2 separate regions of the Macaca mulatta genome follow, and region 1 is linked to region 2. Evidence: chromatin contacts called from public Hi-C data. All regions are on one chromosome and are shown on one strand. The core of a region is the stretch at or near the end of the contact, and the rest is flanking DNA. Distances in the headings are between cores, read along the strand shown. Region 1 has its middle 580 kb from the start of NR2F2. Region 2 overlaps LOC114679505 (a long non-coding RNA gene).

Evidence for each region. Hi-C and Micro-C count contacts between places; a contact is called where the count stands out from the background.
Region 1: a Hi-C map of fetal cortex germinal zone shows a contact between it and region 2, with 4 times the contacts expected there. The contact joins two enhancer-like sites. A contact is called at or near these places in 4 of 14 Hi-C or Micro-C datasets (fetal cortex germinal zone, fetal cortical plate, liver and 1 more).

The regions. Positions count from the first base shown.
Region 1 is chr7:87,064,228-87,067,972 of T2T-MMU8v2.0, forward strand. No RefSeq gene overlaps it. Among named protein-coding and RNA genes, the nearest start is that of NR2F2, 580 kb to the left of the region's middle. Within about 2 kb of position 2,219, at least 3 of the 40 cell types and tissues checked have an H3K27ac peak or open chromatin away from gene starts, as enhancers often do.
Region 2 is chr7:86,514,576-86,518,272 of T2T-MMU8v2.0, forward strand. All of the region lies in intron 1 of LOC114679505 (a long non-coding RNA gene), which reads left to right. Among named protein-coding and RNA genes, the nearest start is that of NR2F2, 35 kb to the left of the region's middle. Within about 2 kb of position 2,201, at least 5 of the 40 cell types and tissues checked have an H3K27ac peak or open chromatin away from gene starts, as enhancers often do.

The DNA.
Region 1 (3,745 bases), core at 969-3,468, 550 kb after region 2:
TGGTAGGAAACCACCCCATAGGAAGTTTACAGATGAGGAAACTGAGGCATACAGAGGCCAATCATGTTTATAGAGTTAGAAGGAGGCCAACTTTCTTCCCACTCCCTCAACCTGCTATACTCTCCTCATTAGGATCCCAAAGAAATTGTGAGTGGGAGTAAACTGGGTGAAAGTGTGCAAATCCAACAAACTTCTGCCTCCACATAAGCAACATTTTAGATGAGATACTCTCTCCCAAAGAAATTGCAAGTAATAGCAACCTGGGTGCAAGTGTACAGCAAAATTCTCTGGTTTGCTCATTCGGTGAAATGTAGACTTACCAAACATTGTAAGTCTACATATCACCGAATGAGCAAACCAGAGTGTGAAGCCTAGGAATGATTTCAGGCCCATCCTTCCCACTTTAGTTGACGTTCAGAGAGATCTTTGACCATATGGTTAAGCCTTCATCTCACATCTCTCTCTCCTACTCCATCTCGTTGTCTACAACTTAAATTGAACCTCATCCCTGGATCACTGACTGCCATCACCTTCTATGGGCCTCCTTGCTCCAGCCTGGGCATCTGGAAATTCATTTCCTGCACTGTAACAGGAATGATGTGTCTAAAGATACTCTGATTACATTCTCTCCTCTTGAAAGTTATTTGATGGCTCTCATTGACCAAGCTCTTCTTAACCCAACACACAAGGTCCTTTACAATCTGGATCCACTTCCCTGGGCTAGTTGTCTTCTTATCTGTCTCCTGTGCTAGACAGCAAGACAGCAAAGGCTGCAGCTAGGCATTCTCAGCACCTGGACTGGTGCCTGCCACCTAGATGATGCCCAATAAATGGTTGCTGAATACATAAGTATGTTCTTAGTCAGAAGATTCTATCAAAATTGATTACAATTTCATATTTAAGGTTTATAATGCAAAATAAACTTTGAGCTAATTTTGGTGTTAGAATCCAAATGGAATATTTTTAGAGCCTATTATTTTCCAAAATTGTTTGCAAGTTAGCAATTAAGCTACTAATACAAATATTCATATCATTGCTCATACTCCACTGAACTGCTCTTCTCAAACACTAAGGGAAAGTTAATTTCAAGGCACATGCCTGATATTGAAGTGAATAAATTATATCTTTTTTATTATCTAAATAAAAGCCAATGGGTTTTTTGTTTGTTTTTGTTTGTTGTTGTTTGTTGAAAGAGTTACACATTATCCCTGCTTTGCACAAACAAAGTTAAGGTTGTTTATTCAGAGGCAAGATTTGGCAGTGAGGGGAGAAAATGGCTTTGGCTAACTCAGTTTAACTGACTTAAACTTGAGCACTGGCAGCTCCCACCCCTATAGAGAAACTCCCAAAGTTGTTCTTAACTGGCCCCACAAATCTAATAGGAAAAGGATTTGCTGATGAAAAACATCTGCCTTAGGGTATAGTGAAGATTCCACAGAAAGTTATACTTCACATGCTGTGACCTTATATGAATTTTCTCTACTAATCTTTATCTGGGGGAAAACTCTTGAAATTCTCCCTCCCAGTTTCATCATCAGCTTTTTACATACCTTTTCTCCTTGGCAGAAGCAACTACATTGTCTTGTTGGAAAGAACAGAGAAGCTATTGAAGACCATTCATTTAACCCCAAGGCTGTCATTACCCTATGAGCTGAAAAGCTGAGTCACTTTAGAAGCAAATATAGAAAATGCCAAAAAAGGATCTATACCCATTACAAGACTACAGAAACACATGTCAAAGTTTATTTGAATAAATAGAGATGTAGCATGTTGGATAATTTTGAATTTTTTGATTTATATAGAAGAGAGATTTTTGAATGAGTTAAACTCAGTTCCCATATTCTTCCAGCCATATAACCAGTCTAGCAGAAGACCACACATATTGAAATTCAAGGTCAATAAAGTTACCAAAATAAACCCATCCAATGCCAGAAAGAAATATAGAGAAATATAGTGAGATGGATTATTTGAATATCACATTAAAATTTAGAATCCACATTTTCTAAGTAAGATGGAGAATTTAGGTTTCACAAGAAATTAAGACTGAAAAACTATTAACGAAGAAAAATGAATTATGCAGTTAAGGTGGCCTACGCTATGTACACCTATTGAAGAAGCCTCATGTTCTTACTACATCTTGCAGAAAGGAGTGCTTCACTCTGGGGATCATATTCTACGCCCCCACTCCCTTGGTAGGAAAAAAATCAGATTTAACTGCGTGCTTAGGCATGTGGTGTTTATGGGAAAAGTTGTGTGTGGGTGTGCACTTAACTACTCAGGAGGGATATGCAGTATGAGTCAAATTTCAGAAGGCTTTCCTACTTCTGAATTCCAAGAAACCAAAACAGTCAACTGGATGAATCTACTTACAAGCCCAGAAAAGCAATGAGGCATTTTCATATCACAAAAGTAGGGTAAATTTTTCATTTTTGCCATGAATTATTTAAGAGATGCTTGCCGTACCCTGAGCAGATGATCTAGTTCCTCTCCTAAATGGGCAGTTGCCCTTTGAAGGGAAAAAAATGAAGAGAATTTGATTAGAAACAAATGAAAACCAGTTGATATGTTTTCAGTCTGGCAACTTGCCCACTCTCCCTGTCTTCAAAGTCAGAGATAGTGAGATAGTATTTAAGTTATCCTGTACAGGTATTGTACTGCACCTAAGAAACACCGTGAAAGTTGAATTTTCTAACTAAATCTCAATTATCTACATATATGAGACATATAAAAATACAAATTTTCATAACCATTTTTTAAATCATTTACTATTTACAAAGTCCTGGTTTCTGTCGAATTTTAGAAATGTAAGATTTCCATTTGCTAATGAGTTGGAGTCCAAAATAATTGCAGACACAAATCCTTTGGAGTTCAGTTCTATGATAATCTCTGGCCTCAACGTTGGCCTGTTGCACTGAGATGGAATTGACAGGACAAACGGAAGAAGGAAGAGCCCTGTGCAGCTATGGCTTCAATTCCTGGTTTCGCTAGTTGGCGTGGTGAGTGAGAATTTCTTCCACGCCTTGCTATCCCTGGGGTAGAATATAGGCATGCAAAAGCTGGAATACCATTGACGAGAGTTGTTTCATAAGTTTGGCACCCACTAGCACTTTTTTCCCAGTCCAGGGACTTGGATAATTATCTTGGTTCATGGTGGGTGGCATCTCACTAACAAATTGTTCTCTTGAGAGTACCATTGTTTCAGGTTTTGCAGCTAATGGTCTGGAATTTTTGGACTAATTGATTTAAATTTGTAATAACTTCTTTGTTTTATGTAGAAATGATTGGTCTTAGCACTGTAGGGCTATTCTAGCCTTGCAACTTTACATGTTTAGAATAATTGGATTAGATTTGTAATATTCTTTTATTTTATGCGGAAACTACTGTTCTGACCACTGAAGGATCGTTGTATCCTTGCAGCCTTTTTCATGGAAACTAAACTCTTTGTTTTGCAGAGCTTCCCAAAAGTTAGTAAGCTTCACAAGGATAGGAAGCAAGTCTGTTTCCTAGCTTTGCTTCATCCTCCGAGGTCTACCCAGTATTTTCCATAGAAGGATTCCTTAAGGGTGTGCTGAACTGAATCCTATATATATGTCCTTGAGTCTGTTGCATAAATATGGGTAACTGTTTGCAATCATGGAAGAAAAGTAGAAATGATAGTCTGCCAGTCATTTCTCTAGCTCTGTCTTTGCTGCTTATTAGTGATGTGATCTTCAAAAAATCACTGAACCCATCTAAGTTTCACCTT
Region 2 (3,697 bases), core at 951-3,450:
TCCCTCTGTCTGTGGCCCTGGGTCTCGGGCCTGGGCTCTCGCAGCTGCTGGGATGCTTTGCTGCGCCTTCCACATGCAGCCGCTGCACTTCTCCCTTGAGCCGCATTTCCGGCCACCTCACCTTCCTTGAAGTTTTCTAGTATATAAGGAGGAATTTTCGGCCCAATTTAGAAGGCTGCAGAAACTCAGAGGGTCAGGTCATTAGGAATGTTAACGCAGCGACCAAGAATTATAAACATGATCTGAAAGTCTCTTCCAATTCATTTCTTCAGGTATTTATTTGAGCTAAGTGATGAAAAGTGACAGTTGTGAAATAGACAGCTTTTAAAAGTAATGAAGTCAGATGAGGCTTTAACCTGTCGATTGCTATAAATCAACTTTGAAAAAGAGGAATGAAGAATGTTATTTGAGCACCTAACCGCCAGCATTTGCTGTGCCGGCTGTCGACCCTGGAGTTGGTCTGTGAGCACCTTCCAGGAGGCAGGACCCAGCGAAGCCCTGCGCCTGCAGTGTGACCCTCAGGCGACATGCAGGATTAGGGGCCGCACTGCCAAAAGGCGACATTTTGGTGTGTGGGAGAAAGAGGGTTCCATTTCCACTCAGACTTTTGTCATGGGTTTGGGCTATGCAACGTATCTGGGCAGGTGACCCCAGCCCTTAGCACAGTTGGGAATTCAGCCAGGCTGCCACCCATGGGACTGAACCCCGAAATACAGATCGGCGCCCAGCCCAGCTCCCCAGCTGGCTAAGGGCGTCTACTTCCTTCTTCTAGCCGGTTGGGGAAAGCCCAGGGCCTGCATGACTCCTGGACTCTTACTAACCCTTTAGAAATGGTGGCAGCAGGGTGAGGAGGATGAGGAGACTAAACTTCCCCAGGGTGTGGGTGGGTGAGTTGAGCCGGGGCTGAGTTATCTATCACATTAAATGACTCTCTTATGTGAGGGAAACCCGGGAAGGAGGGGTCCTGGGGGCCTGGGGGCTGAAGGCAGGATAGAGCAGGTGTCTGAAGTTCTTGTGGGGAGGGAAGAAGGGTCCCATTCCCGACATGCCCCCGTCAGGGCATCCAGAATGCCTTCTGAAAAACATGAACTGGTTGGGTGTTTTAAAGTAAACCTTACACACTCTTTTGGAGATCTCAGTTCCCTACAATTGCAATTTCAGTCTTAGCCGGGTTTAGGGACGCTATCCTTTTCACAGTGACTTCACCCCACTCTGTCCCTGTCTGCACTCCAAACCTAAGCCCGGGAGAGTTCCCCGGGCCTCTGGCCCTCTGCGTCTGCTAGTCTCTTTCCCCCAAGACTCCCCGAGGTGGAGAGAGCACTGGTGCTCCTTGGAGAAATCAAGGTGTCCAACATTCCCTCCGAGGTGAGGCTGCTTGAGCGCCAGCAACAGGTCCTGCTGCACTTTCTTGCCCGGCTCGTTCACTCCGCTTGCTCTCCATCCTCATTTCTGGGATCAAATGGGAAAGAGGGAATACTCCTCGACCCCTCTCCCCCCTTGACTATCCAAAGCAGCCCGAAGATGGCGAGGAGACTGTGCCGGGTCTTCGGGCAAATGCCCCGCCGGGTGGCTCCAGAAATGGCCTGTGACCTGCACTCACCTCGGAGAAATTCCAACTCTTGTTTGAAGACTCCTACTTAGAGGAGCCCTCTGAGGATACGCCCCTGGAGAAAGTGCACCAGAGGGAAAGTGGAGAGAACCACGCCCTCCCCAGGCGCTAGCCAGCGACTCCCGGGCCAGCAGGGCCAGTGGCTCCTTTCGGGCCCACCCTGGCCTAGTGATTCTCTGCGGCCTTGGAGGGGTGCGGAGAGGTGAAGCCGATCTTGGGCAGCGCCCCTCCCCTTGCAGGTCTAATTTCCCTTCTCTGGGGACCTGGAGGTGGGAAGCTAGGCCCCCAACTCGGGCATAGGCGGCTCGGACCCCATCGGCATCCAGCCCGCCTTCGGAGTTAGCTGGAGTTGGAACCTGGCGGCCTCGGGTGTCCGCAGCACGCTGTGCGGCCACTGGCCTCCGCCCGCTCCGCTAGCGCCAGGGCTTTCTGCACCCCAGGCGGGGGAAGCGAGGGCGTGGGGGTCTCCTAGACCAGCCCGGGTGACGGCAGTAGGGGACCGACAACTTCCATTTTCCGACCCCGAGAAGGGAAACTCAACGGAGGGGGCCGGTCGAGACTCCTCCTCCACTCCGCCCCGAGGCAGCCCGGCTAGACTAGCGGCGGGTCTCCGCCCGCCCGAGCGTTTCCATAAATCAGGCCGCTGGCAGGCTGCTAATTAGCTCGGGCGGAAAAGAATAGAAAGAGGGAGAGTTCGGTAGCGCACTGTGGGGTGGGGGTGGGGACTCAGTAGGTGGGAGATCAGAATTTCTCTAGGACCATTGGGAGACTCCCTGGGGTACCTCAGCAACACCCCCGCCCCGCACCCCCGGCCCAGGCCACCGTAGACCTCCTCCCCCCAATCTGGGCCTGCAAGCAGGGGCTTTGGGCTCACAAGCCTCCCGCACTGCGCTCCCCCGCGTTCGACCTGGCCCGCCCACCCACGCCGAGTCCCCCTCTCCCACTCGCTGAACAAACCCAGAGTTAATTAACTCCCCCTCCTTGCCCCCTGCAATATCGGAAGACTTTCAAAACTCATCTCCAAGTGTTTCCTCTTTAAGCCTAAAGCTTGGAACAACCGCCAGGGAAAGAGGGGAGCTGGGTCTAGAAGAGTCGGTCACCTCCGAGCTTTCGGGCAACAAGACTTCCCCACAGATTGTGTGGGTTGTGGGATGAGATGCAGCAACCCTATTTCTCCTCCCCCAGTGAAAAGGCAAGACGATCAATCAAAATTAGAAATAACATTGAAGTTGGATTTTTGATTTCCATGTAAATTGCGAACAGAGGATGTGGCGAGTGAGAGCGACTTCTGTTTATTTTCTCTTTTCCTCCCCCATCCTTCTCCTAGCTCCGCGCCCCTCCCAGCCTTCCCGCCCTTAGCCGGGAAAGGACTCTGAGATGACATCACCACAGAGACCCGCGGCCTCCCCGCCCCCGGCCCCGGGACCCCGGAGCGGAGATTGACAGGTGTCGCTCGTTAGGACAATGCCTTCCAGGTGCCACTGTCACAGTCCCATCCTTCCTAACCCGCCCTCTTTGCCCCCTTCCCTTCCAACTCTCATACCTCCCCCCTTTCTCCTCTGGGGTAAGTTCTCACATTCGCACTCCCAACCCCCAGTTCCTCGCATCTGGGCACAGGGCCCCAGGTCTAGAGATGCGGGCAGGGGGCCGGAACCGAAGGGCAGGGGTGGCAGAGGCTCCGCCTGCTGCCTGCCGTGGCCGCTCCGAGGTGCCAGGAACTCCGGTAAGGGTCCCGGCGGCTGCAGCCCGGGAGTGGGCAAAGAGGGAACATGCGTGTATTTTAAAGGGATCAGCGCGGTCTCTGGACTTCCCTGTCTTCGCTCTCCACCCCCGCTCCCCCCGCAACGCACACATAATATAACAGACGCGAAGATAATCCTGCCATCTGGCAAATCCCAAGTTTGGCGACCAAGCTCGGAAAGCAACAGCGACGGCTCATCCCGGGAGTAGGTGGCTGGTCCTGCCGGACTCTCCGGAGCTGGGGCAAGGGCGGTGGACTCTACCCGCACCTGCCCCCACCTCTGCCCCATCCCCGCCCTGACCGGGTAGAATGTGGGGTTTTTCTATTGCACTCGTCAGCAGTTCTGG